Regions from separate parts of the Mus musculus genome. Here region 1 is linked to region 2. The links are chromatin contacts, called in public HiChIP or PLAC-seq maps. All regions are on one chromosome and are shown on one strand. The core of a region is the stretch at or near the end of the contact, and the rest is flanking DNA. Distances in the headings are between cores, read along the strand shown.

Region 1 (6,150 bases), core at 376-2,875, 230 kb before region 2:
TTTAGGCTGCTCATTTGGTTTTTTTGACACAGGGTATTCTACTGTGCCCTAGGGCTTGCAGATTTGGCTAGACTGATAGGCCAAGGAGACTGGTTGGTAGGCCTAGTGGTTCTCTTGTCTCTGCCTCTGCAGGGCTGGGATAATAAGTTTGAGCAGCTACACTCAGCCCTTGCCCCACCCCCTTCCAGGGTCTGTTGAACCTGTGATCCTTAGCTCAGCTAGGGGGTAGGGGTGGCAGTTGGAAGAAGGATTTAAGGAGGAAAAAAAAATATTAGTGAGAAACTTGGGTCACCGTTTGAGTAGCCGGGTTCAAATCCCAGCTCTGACGTCAGCAGTTACATCTCTGAACAAGCCCAATGGCTACTCTCAGCCTCCATTTTAAGAGTCTTTCAGTTATCAAAATATTAAAACGTGGAAAAAATTAGGAAGAAGATACCATCCAGGCAGCCAGCACATCTAAACTTGCCACATCGGTGACTGTCTTTCTTTTGTACATGCTAGGCTTTCACTCTAGCCTTGAGCCACATCCACAGATCCCGCATTTGTGTCATCTCAATCACTTTAAAGTGAGTAGCGGACAGCAAGGAGCTTTGCCCCAATACAGCATAGCATGTGTCCCCCTAAAGAGAGTTCCCCACCCCAGTAGGTGCGATTTAACTTGACAAACGGCAGTTTTCTTACCAAAATGCAGGTCATATTAAACATTTACCACTCATCCCCAAACTCACACTCTCTCTGTGTCTCTGTCTGTCTGTGGTGTGTGTGTGTGTGTGTGTGTGTGTATGTGTGTGTGTGTGTGTGTGTTGTTCTGTGATATGTAACCTAGGCTGTGAACCAACCATCCTCTTGCTTCTCTACCTCCCACATGCTGGGGTTGCAAGAATGGGCCCCCAAGTCAGGCTCTCAAAAATTGTTATTTACAAATTACATGTCAGGATCCAACTAGAGGCCTTGCATTGCATGTGGTCACTGTAGCTCTGACATTGTGGAGCCTTTGTTAGGCTCATCTGTAAAATGGGACAAGAATGGTATCTATCTCTCAGAGTATAAGTTTTAATGATAGAATATGCAGGCTTTCCCTACCATTTTCTCCAGAGGTGGTCTTTTATTATCTTCTTTAGTAGTTCATTCTGCTCAAGGCTCGCGGGGCTGTCTCGAGATGTCAGAAGCGTGAACTAGGGATCACGAGGCGAGGGGACTCCCTGGCACTGGGGTTTGCCCTGTCCTGGCTGGGAATGGTGAAGTCCAGTCTTACCTTGAGTACCTTGAGCACGCGCACATCCCGAGCCGGGCCACGATCTTCACGGAAATTCTCCTGCCTCAGGAACTGCTCCACTGTCTGCACGGTCTCCAGGACCTCTTCTTTCCACTCTCTGGTTGGCTGCAGCCACTGAGCCACAAAGGAGTCCAGCTTGGAGGCCGGGAAGCCGTACAGCTCCTGGGCGACTGCCATGGCTACAAACTGACCGTCAGCTACCTCAGGCAGGCGCAGGGCTATATAGCCAAGCACCCATCCAGCTGCCGGTACTCACCTCCTCCTTTTTTAAGGCGGCTCCTTTCCAGCTGACCTCTGGCACCCAATGGCGGAAAGGGGGGTGAAGAGAGAAGCTTGGGAGCATGGCTCTATGGGGGGGTCCCCTCCTTGGAGATTTATTGTCATGGTAGGTGTGCCGAGGGACCAGAGGCTGGGGTTGGCCGGTCTGGACCGCCTTAACAGGGTTGGCATGGGGCCAACTTTTGTGCTGTTAAGTTTCGATTCTCAACATTTGTAGTTTCTCTTTTGTGACGTTTGTAAACTGAAATTGGCTTGAGTCTGACCTTCCAGAGACACCTTGTCTGGATGACTTAGGCCAACTGCCCCGACCCGTCATAGGGAAACTGAGGTTTGGAAAGAGAAAGAGCCTAGTCATGGCTGTGGTAAGGAATGAGGAATCTGGAATCAGAAGGACACTTTGAGGTTGTCAGATGCTTTTTCTTTATTTTATTTCAAAGAATTATTATTATATTTATATAAAAGTTAGTATATTTCATTTAAAAGATTTAAATTTTTATTTATATTTTATTTACTTTATATTTACATATATTTATATGAGAAAATTATATTTATGTATTTTGGGTTTTTTTTTAGGAGGGGGACGCATGTCATGGCACAAATGTGGGGGTCAGAGTAAAACCTGCAGGGGCCTGTTGTCTGCTTCCACCGCACGTGGATTTTAGGACCCATACTTGGGTCATTAGGCGTGGCAATATGGTGTGAAACGAGGAAAAGAGAAACTCATATGGTAGGACATGAAATATGGCGAGAAACACTGAAAAACGTGCAAAAAGAGAAACACACGGTAGGACCTGGAATATGGCGAGAAACAGTGAAAAACGTGAAATATGAGAAATACACACTGTAGGACCTGGATTGTGGCCAGCCTGGTCTACAGAGTGAGTTCCAGGACAGCCAGGACTACACAGAGAAACTCTTATCTCATAGAAACAGGAAACAAAACATCTTGAATGTGTTTGCATTTAAGCACGCAAACACCACACACACAGTCTCAATAAAACGTTTTCAAAGCCAAAACAACCCAAATGAAGGTGCCTCTAACAGAGATCGTTACAGACATGAGACCTAGCAGGGGCTGTGTAGAGAAGTGGGTGGAGCCGGGCTCTGAGGTAGTTAAAGATTCAGAGCTGGGGTTGCTGAAAGAGTTCAGCAAAGCAGAACGAGGAAGAGCAGGAGGGTGAAGGAAAGGAGAACGTTCTGGAAGCCAAGTGATAATGCTGTTTGACAAAGAGGAAGTGGCTCACTAAGTCACATGTCAGGTGAGCCCGTTCAGCCTCCTTCCCAGGGTGAATCAGAAGCGTGGCGTGCAGAGAACTTAGAACCTAGCATGATCGCTCTGCCACCTTCTGTACTAAAGATAGACGGCAGCAATGCTACAGGCAGGGAGATGGGTCTGACACCGTGTGGCGGTCCATGCAGGATGCAGCAGTGAGCGGGCTGTGGTGGCACAGGCCTTTAATCCCAGCCCTAGGGAGGCAGAGGCAGGTGGATCTCTGTAAGTGTGAAACCAGACTGGTTGATACGGTGAATTCCAGGTCAGCTGAGGCTGCGTAATGAGACCTGTCTATAGAAAGAGAGAAGAGGGGCTGGAGAGATGGCTCAGCGGTTAAGAGCACTGACTGCTCTGTCGGAGGAGGTCCTGAGTTCAATTCCCAGCTACCACATGGTGGCTCACAATCATCTGTAATGGGATCCGATGCAGTCTTCTAGTGTATGTCTGAAAATAGCAATTAAAAAAAAACTCTTATAAAAATAGATAAATCTAAAGTTAAAAAGAAAAAAGGAAGGAAGAGGTGGGCAGGGGGGCGATGGGCACAGAGCGGATAAGGAAAGGGGCTGGGTCCCAATTTTTTTCTTTTTTTTAATTCTTTTTTTTAATTGGATATTTTCTTTATATACATTTCAAATGCTATCCCAAAAGTTCCCTATACCCTCCCTCCACCCTGCTCCCCTACTCACCCACTCCCGCTTCTTGGCCCTGGCATTCCCCTGTACTGGGGCATATAAAGTTTACAGTACCAGGGGCCTCTTTTCCCAGTGATAGCTGACTAGGCCATCTTCTGCTACATATGCAGTTAGAGATACGTGCTCTGGGGGGACTAGTTAGTTCATATTATTGTTCCACCTATAGGATTGCAGACCCCTTCAGCTCCTTGGGTGCTTTCTCTAGCTTCTCCATTGGGGGCCTAGTATTCCATCTTATAGATGACTGTGAGCGTCCACTACTATATTTGCCAGGCACTGGCATAGCGTCATGCGAGACAGCTATAACAGGGTCCTTTCAGCAAAATCTTGCTGGCATTGTGCAATAGTGTCTGGGTGGTCCCAAGTCTCTGAAGGAGGAGGAAGCAGGGATAGCTGATCCCCTCTGGCTTCGTCCATTAGTGAAAGGAGGAATAGCAGAGCCGGTGGAAGCCTAGGAGTGAGTCTGCAGGAAGAAATGGAGGTGCCTTGCATGTGGAGGTGGGAAGCTTCATGGGGAGACCACACATGGTTTTCCTTGTCACACAGATGATGGCCACTAGCGCCCCGAGAGAGAATGTTATCCCCTCTGTAGGGTAACTCCGGTGAAAATGTTTTCTGGGTCTCTCTATGGAGCTTATGAAATAGCAGGCTTCTACAGAGCTTCCTCGGACATCCTTAGTGTTAGCTGCCCCTCCCACATCCTGCGTCTGATCTGTCCTCAGCACTGAGTTCTTAAGTCAGACCATACTATATTATAACATTTTTTGTTTGTTTGTTTGTTTTGTTTTTTCGAGACAGGGTTTCTCTGTATAGCCCTGGCTGTCCTGGAGCTCACTTTGTAGACCAGGCTGGCCTCGAACTCAGAAATCCGCCTGCCTCTGCCTCCCGAGTGCTGGGATTAAAGGCGTGCGCCACCACGCCCAGCTATATTATATCATTTTAAAGAGTAGCAGTAATTTCACAAATGGAAGTCGGCACAGACGAAGACGTGTACATTTACCGTATGTTTATGCTGACATGATTTATTCACACAAGAACTGGTCGGGCCTCACTTATTCTTTCTGTTCACCGCCACGAAGCATCCTAAGGGCCAAGCAACATCGACCATTTTACCACTAATACTCCGAATGTCGTTTGAATGTTTTAAAAGGGGATACGGAGTCAGTAATGCGTTGCCTTTCTGGAGTGTCAAAACACAGCTTAATTAAACGAGTTTCTGTGGGCAAGGAGGGGGAGCCAATTATCAGAGGAGGATGACTAGGTTTGGGGCGGGAGGCAGGCATGGGAGGATGGGCGTGGCTTGGAGTCTCCGTGATGTAGAGCACCAACTGAGGACTTAGGTAAGGACGGTTTGTTCTTGAGCTCTCAAAAGTTGGCAGTGGGAGGTTGGGAGGTGGAGAGTGCAGATCTCAGAAACACTGACAGCCATGTTTCTGTGTCCTCATATTGCAACCCAGCCCTGCTGGCCCTTCCTCACCTCCACATTAGTGCTGGCCTCAGGCCTTGGGCTGTTCTGGTCCTCTGGCTTTGGTGAGCTAGGTCAGAGCAGATGAACCTTTCAGTAAAGTCAGCCCTGAACAAATAAAGGAGTGGCTCAAGGTGACTTAGTAAAGCCATGTGGCATAGATAGTTTGTCATTTGGACTGCTGTATCCATGATCCAGACAGTTGGTTTTAGGAGTCAGCTCATCTGAACTATAGGATGCCCAGATTGCAAACATATCCTCCAGCTTCCTTCACGTGTGTGTGTGTGTGTGAGAGAGAGAGAGAGAGAGAAAGGTAAAGAGAGAGAGTATATGTGTGTGAAAGAGTGTGTGTGTGTGTGTGAGAGTATATGTATGTGTGTGAGAGAGTGTGTATGTGTGAGTGTGTGTATGCATGTGAGTGTGTATGTGTGTATGTGAGTGTGTGTATGTGTGAGTATATGAGTATGTGTGAGAGTGTAGATGTGTGTGTATGAGTGTCTATGAGTATGTTAGCTGTTATTGCTAATTGTAGTATATCAACCCAGGATACAGTTTTTGTGCTTAAGACTCACCCTGAAAAGGCTCTGGGCTATACTGGGGTCCTGAATACCCAGTGTGGACTCTGGCCAAGTAATAAGGACTTTATTAGCTTAAACCTGTGTCCAAGGAGTCTTCTTTGGTGGATACCCCATGACAGTGTCTCTTTTGTGTGCACTTCTGTGTATGTGGAGCTAACTGGCTTGGAGCTGCCACCTCCTCACAGAAGCGCTGGGATGGTGACACTTGCTAGTGTGTCCAGCTTTTACACATACTGTGGGGACCAAAACTCTCGCTGTCAGGCCTTCCCAGCAAGTGCTTCACCCATCAAGCCATCTCCTCAATCCTAAATGTTATTTCTGCCAATGTCTGAAAGGATGGTTTTGAGAGAGATTGTCCCTTGCCAGAGAGTGTAATTAATTGACTTGTCAGAAGCCCAGGTAGAAGAAAGGAGTAGAGTTACTGGTGAATGTTGTCTCCTTTGGTGCTGACGCAGTCATTTTCCACTCTGCCCCACAGTTTTGAGTCCTTAGCTCTCAGTACTTACACCTCGGGTTCTCCTGACTAAATCATACTAATACTTTCCCTGGGTCTTTAGCATGCAGCCTACATAATCCTATGATCATGT
Region 2 (5,885 bases), core at 300-2,799:
TCTGATGAGTAGAGGAACGGGTGGATGGACGAACGGGTGGATGGACAAACGGGTGGATGGACGGGTGGAGGCAGAGAGGGAGGGATGGGGAGATGAAGAAAGGGAAGGATGAATGGATGGGTGAACTTTCAAGACCTGTCTCAGGACACCAAGCTACTATCTAAAAGATCCATCTTTCTTGTGTCGAGTCACATGTGGTTTCTGAGTGTCTCAGCTGGAATGGAGCAGGTTGAGCCATCAGGATTCTCTCTGAAGCCAGAGGCCCCAGTGCAGGCTGTTATCTCTCCATGGAATTAGGGAGTCTTCCCAAAGGTGGGTGGGGTTCTGGCAGAGCTGGGACACTGGGGAGGCTGTTGTAGGAAGATTGCATCTTGGGATGCCCGAGGCGGGGAGTCTGGGTGGGGTGGGAACAAGCTGAAATTGGTGGCTTGGGCACCTATCAGTAGGAGATCTAACGTGACTGGGCATGCAAGAGATAAGGACGGTCGGATCTTTCCCCGCCCGCGACTTCTTGGGGTCATGCCTGTAGTTTGGGTCAATCTTTCTGCCATCTGCCTCCTGAAAGGGTAAATTAAAATCATTTAACAAGATTTAGTATATGCTTTTCTGGCCCCTAGACATCTTCTCACTGCCCTTACTATGAACCACAACTAATTTCCTTCCTTCCTTCCTTCCTTCCTTCCTTCCTTCCTTCCTTCCTTCCTCCCTCCCTCCCTCCCTCCCTCCCTCCCTCCCTCCCTTCTTCCCTCCCTTCCTTCCTTTATTTTTTGGTTTTCGAAACAGGGTTTCTCTGTGTATCCCTGGCTGTCCTGGAACTCACTCTGTAGACCAGGCTGTCCTGGAACTCAGAAATCCACCTGCCTCTGCCTCCCGAGTGCTGGGATTAAAGGCGTGCGCCACCACTGCCCAAATTACTCCCAGCCCCTGCTCGCCCTTCCCGTGCACCGCTCACAGCTCTCCGGCTCCCTCAATTTAAGGCTTTGCTTAAGCGCCATGGTCACTCTATCCTCCGTGACCATCACAGTACGGAGCAGCAGCAGTGCAGAGTAGGATTACTGAATACTCAGTGTGGGCGGAGTACCAGGCTCTCCACTTGGAATTTGGGCTGTTATCTCTCCATGGAATTAGGGAGTGTTCCCTAAACACACTGAGCTCTGTGTTTCAGGACGCAGCAGCTAGGCTGCATTGTGGCTGAGGTGAGCCGGGGTGTAGGCTGTGGGGCGCGAACCTGGCACTTTGGAGGACCCTGGATTGGGAAACAAGGCCCCGTCAGGGTTTGAGCTGTAAACCCGGCCAGAGCATCCCAACCTGGGCGCGGCTCACCAGGTGCAAGACGCCCGCGCTTCCGCTAAGCCCCGCCTCCAGACCAATGGCGCGGCGGCTGCGGGGGCGGCGGGCTTCGATTGGTCGGAAGGGCGCGGCGGTGGGCGCCCATTGGCAGAGCCCCTGAGGGGCGGGGCCGAGTGCTCCATGGCTCCGGCCTGCGGGCGGCGCTCGGCGCTCGCTGCGAGGCGCGGGCGGAAGTGGCGACGCTGGCGTCCCGGGAGGCGGCGGGCGGCGACAGCCCGGGCGCGGACGCCCTCGGCGCGGGCTGGGGCATCACCAAGGGCCTCGACCCCGAAATGGCGCTGCTGGCCGAGCACCTGCTCAAGCCGCTGCCCGCAGACCGGCAGATCGAGACCGGGCCCTTCCTGGAGGCTGTGGCTCACCTGCCGCCCTTCTTTGGTGAGTCCCGGGCTTTGCCAGTCCTCCTCACCTGCCCAGATCCCTCTTCCTCAGATGCACCCGGGCCCTTAACTCCCTGTCATCCATTGCACCCAAACACCGCTTGCTATTGCACCGTGGGCATGCTTCATCAGCCCTCCGGCTGCGCCTAACATCTTCATCCCCGGCTTCATTTTCCGCCCCCTTCAGAATGGTTCTCAATTCTCCCCCACCCTCACTCTGAACGATAAGCCCTACCCCCCACCCCAGCCTCTTCCCATCCCAGACCAAAGAACACCCCCATCCCACCCCACCACCTCCAAGGACTTGAAGATGGAGCTGCAAAACTCAAGGGCCCTTTTTAGAGGAAGTCATGAAAAGGGTTTCCCCCATCTGGGAAAGGGGGCTGGATTGTGGGGGTGATGTCAGCTGCAGGGTGCTTAGCTCGGATCCCCACCCCCTTTCGAAAAGGAAAAAGTCCGGTCTTCCATATGTCAAGTTGAAGCACCTCCCAGGAGCGCTGGAATGAGTCCCCAAGCCACTTTCAGGCGCGTTCTCTCCCCGCCCCTCCTCCAGCCTAAGACCTTGTTGTAAAGTGGAAGGAAAACTAATGCCTCCTGCCCTGCCCTTTGCCTTGCGGTTCACAGAGGGTGCTGCTACCTGAGCCCAGCTTTCTTCTTGGTGGGGACGCTCCCAGCGCCCTACCCTGCTAGCTCACTTGGTGACTTTGCAGGATGACACCAGCTCCCGGGTACAGAGTCCAGTTGAAATACTTGGACAGAGCCTTGAAACCGCCTTAGCCTGAGGAGGTCTGGCACCCACTCAACCCCTGGTGGGGATAGGGCGTGTGTGGCCATGTAGATCTGTGTCTTGGAGTCCCTATCTGTGAAATGGCAGGTTTGGGGGTGGGGACTAAATGAGAGCCTGTGAAGGGTGGGTGTTAGCTGTGGAAAGGAACTTGTGTGAAGTTCTTGAATCTAGTTTCGGGCCCAATGCGCCAGCCTGGAGGAGCATCCCGAGAGCAGGTCTCAGGCTTTCTCAGAGGCTGAGAAAGCTCCAGCACTGCCCAGTGGGTGCTCTGTCAACCCGTGGCATGCCTAAGACCTGCTTTTTTTCGCCTGTATCTCAGCTGTAGATCAGATTGCATCTCCAGAGAGAGGGAGCTGTTGGCGTTAGCTTTGGTTTTTATGACAGCATTATGTTGTTTTTAAAAATATATTTATTTGTGTGTGTTGGCATGGGGGGGGGGACAGACAGGCGGGGGCTGGAGGACCGTTTTCGGAAGTTTGTTCTCTCCTTCCACAATATGGGTTCTGGGAACCAAACTCAGGTCATGGGGCTCCACAGTGACCTGCTGAGTCACCTCCCAGCCCCGACAACACTATGTCTTCTGTGCCCTTGGCTTTCTGAGTAGTTGCTAGTTCGAGCCAGCCTGTCCTGGGTTCGTAATCTGCTGGAGCCAGTGCTTCTCAAGGGATGGCAGTTTTGTTCCTTAGAGGGGGTGGGGGGGCAGTATCTGCTTGTCTGTGGAGATGGTTTTGTTCTTTGTCGTTGAGGGGTGGAGCAGAATGCTACAGAGCACCCTCTGGGTACAATGCCCCTCAATACATAAGCCACAAAAGGGTGCTGCAACCCATCAGCAGCTCCACAGTGGTGGTGGCATGACTTCCCTGTCCCTCACCAACGTGGCATGGCTGCACTTGGGGGCACCCCTAGTGCCTAAATGTCCGGCTGGTTTGGGAAGAGATGGAAGGAGGCAGCTGAAGCTAAGGCAGACGAGTCACCCTCGCTCGCTCCTTGTTTCTGGTCTCAAAGGACCCTTGTCTTCGCTGCCATCCTGGGCTGTGGGGTGTCACAGCTGTGGACAGAGCACCATTTAGACAGACGCTTCAGTGGAGTTGGACTGTGAAGGGTTAACTGGCACAGGTCACCCCATAGCCATGTACTGTTCAGCACAGACGGTCATTCTTGGCGCTCTTACCAAAGAAAACACTCTCAATGTGCTCTTCCTGGGTGGAGCGCTCTCCCGTAGACTCAGGCTCCAGGAGGGTTCGCCACTGTCAGCGCTCAGGTGGGGACTCGGTCTAGATCTTTGGGGTGTCCCCAGTCACTTGGATGAGCTGGGCACAGTGTGTGTGGCCCTGAACTACATCTGGTCTGGAGTGGTGGCCACAAGGAGTCTGAGGTAATTGTGGAAACATGTTCTCAAATCACAGTAAGCCTCAATGATGGCATTTATTGAGCACTTATGAGGGACCAAGGATCTGGTACAGATCAATTCGTTCACTTCATTCTTTCACAGATATTGTCTGATTTGAAGCCCGGGTTTTGTAGCTCAGGCTGGCCTAGAATTCACTGTGCAGCATGGGCTGGCCACAGTTTCTGAGTTGCAGGTGTATAGGCATGTATCCAGTACTTGGTTTTAGGAACTTAATGTTTTGTTTTGTTTTGTTTTGTTTATTTTTATTTTTTTGTTTTTTTGCTTTCTTGTTTTGTTTTGTTTTTGAGATAAGATTTCACTCTGGCCTGGAACTCACTGTTCCAGGCTGGTCTCAAACACAATTTTCCTGCCTCTGCTTGCAAACTGCTAGGATCACAGATGTGAGCTACACTCTTGGCATCTGTGGTGGAAGTGTGGCCTTGTTGGAGTAAGTGTGGCCTTATTGGGGTAGGTGTGACCCTTTTGAGTAGGTGTGGCCTTGTTAGGGTGGGTGTGGCCTTGTTGAGTGGGTGTGGCCTTGTTGGGATAGGTGTGTCACTGTGGATGTGGGCTATAAGACCTTCATCCTAGCTTCCTGGAAGCCAGGCTTCTGCTAACAGCCTTCAGATGAAGATATAGAACTCTCAGCTCCTCCTACACCATGCCTGTCTGGATGCTGCCATGTTCCTGCCTTGATGATAATGGACTGAACCTCTGAACCTGTAACCCAGTCTCGATTAAATAATGTCCTTTGTAAGAGTTGCCTGGGTCATGGTGTCTGTTCACAGCAGTAAAACCCTAAGACAGCATCTCACAGTCTTTTGAAGTAGGATTTTTAAAGAGCAGCCCTCTGCTGTTGCTTCGGAATCATGTCCTTTGTAGACTCGTCTTCCTCCGTCTGTTTCCATCTAACGACACAGGGAGCCTGTCTCCTGAGTCTCTGCTCATCCCCAGAGTGGCTCAGGCTCTACGCTCGAATGGTGACCATGATTTAGCCCTCCCCTCCCTTGGCCAGGCACATCGCTTCTTACTTATCACTGCGGTAGACAGTACTACTTACTGCCAGCGTCTCTAGGTGTAGTTCTCTGAACAGTTCTTTGGGTATTTCTCAGTTTTAGAAGTGAACTTGCTGGATCCAAGGGCAGGAAGGCTTTGGACCTGTCAGGACAACCACGTCCCTTAGTACCTCAGGGTGTGTCCTGGGACCAGTGACTGGGCTTGGCCCACGCGGCTTCTTCTGTTCCTTTGGGTGTGGGCCTCTCTCGCGTCAGCCTGCTCCCCGGGTTTATAGCCATCCCTTTGAGGACTCATTGCTTCTCTGTCTCTCTAGCCTGAATTCTCCCACTGTGCGGATCTTAGCACATGCACTCAGAGGCTGGCCCTTTCCCCATCTTCTTTCTCCCCCCTGACCCGGTAATTGGAGCTTAGCAACTGATCGGTTAGAAGGCTGACCTGTGACTCCTGCTCTCTGTCTTTTGGGTCAGCTGTGTGGCTGCCCTAGACTCCAGCGGGCTGATGTACCTCCGCCGTAGAAACCTCACTGGCTCCCTGCACAGCCTCCCTCCCATGCTACTGTCCCCAGAGTGTCCCCATGTCAGCTCCTCTTGTCACTCTGCACCTCGCTCACTCACCACACACCTCCTTCCTTGGGTCTGGCTGGAGTCCACATGTCCTTAAGGAATTGGCTTAGCAATAACTCCACCCAGAAAGTCCTTCCTCCTCCCTGTGAGAAAATCATTGTATTCTTTGACTCAGAGTAACTTCAGTGTCCGTGGCCTGCATCATTTATATTTACTTACTTTTTAATATTTTGAGGCCCTTCTGTCTGGCCTTGAGCTTGTGGAACTTGTGGTACTCCCCTGCCTCAGCCTCCAGAGTGCTGGGGTTATCATCCACACCATGCTTGACTGCTTTCTTCTCATGTTAAAATCTGTGACTAAGTCAGAAGACATAAGCCCTGCCCATCCTGTACTTGTGGCAG

What was found. HiChIP or PLAC-seq counts read pairs in DNA pulled down with a chosen protein or histone mark.
Region 1: a contact with region 2 is called in an H3K27ac HiChIP or PLAC-seq map of microglia, with 6 times the contacts expected there. The contact joins the promoter of Oasl1 here to the promoter of Gltp in region 2. A contact is called at or near these places in 5 of 39 promoter capture datasets (the C10 cell line, embryonic stem cells, hippocampal neurons and 1 more), 1 of 15 datasets of contacts at CTCF or cohesin (pro-B cells), 1 of 484 Hi-C or Micro-C datasets (the G1E-ER4 cell line), 15 of 115 datasets of contacts at active chromatin or transcription factors (CD8 T cells, bone marrow-derived dendritic cells, bone marrow-derived macrophages and 7 more) and 3 of 9 other capture datasets (adipose tissue, liver and pancreatic islet).

The regions. Positions count from the first base shown.
Region 1 is chr5:114,918,715-114,924,864 of GRCm38.p6, reverse strand. Oasl1 (2'-5' oligoadenylate synthetase-like 1) reads right to left here and starts at 1,625. Exons shown (of 6, transcript NM_001359945.1): 1 at 1,256-1,625. The coding sequence starts at 1,453. Gm13822 (predicted gene 13822) reads left to right here and starts at 2,604. Exons shown (of 2, transcript NR_166682.1): 1 at 2,604-2,814.
Region 2 is chr5:114,686,599-114,692,483 of GRCm38.p6, reverse strand. It overlaps Gltp (glycolipid transfer protein), which reads left to right and starts at 1,549. Exons shown (of 5, transcript NM_019821.2): 1 at 1,549-1,725. The coding sequence starts at 1,623.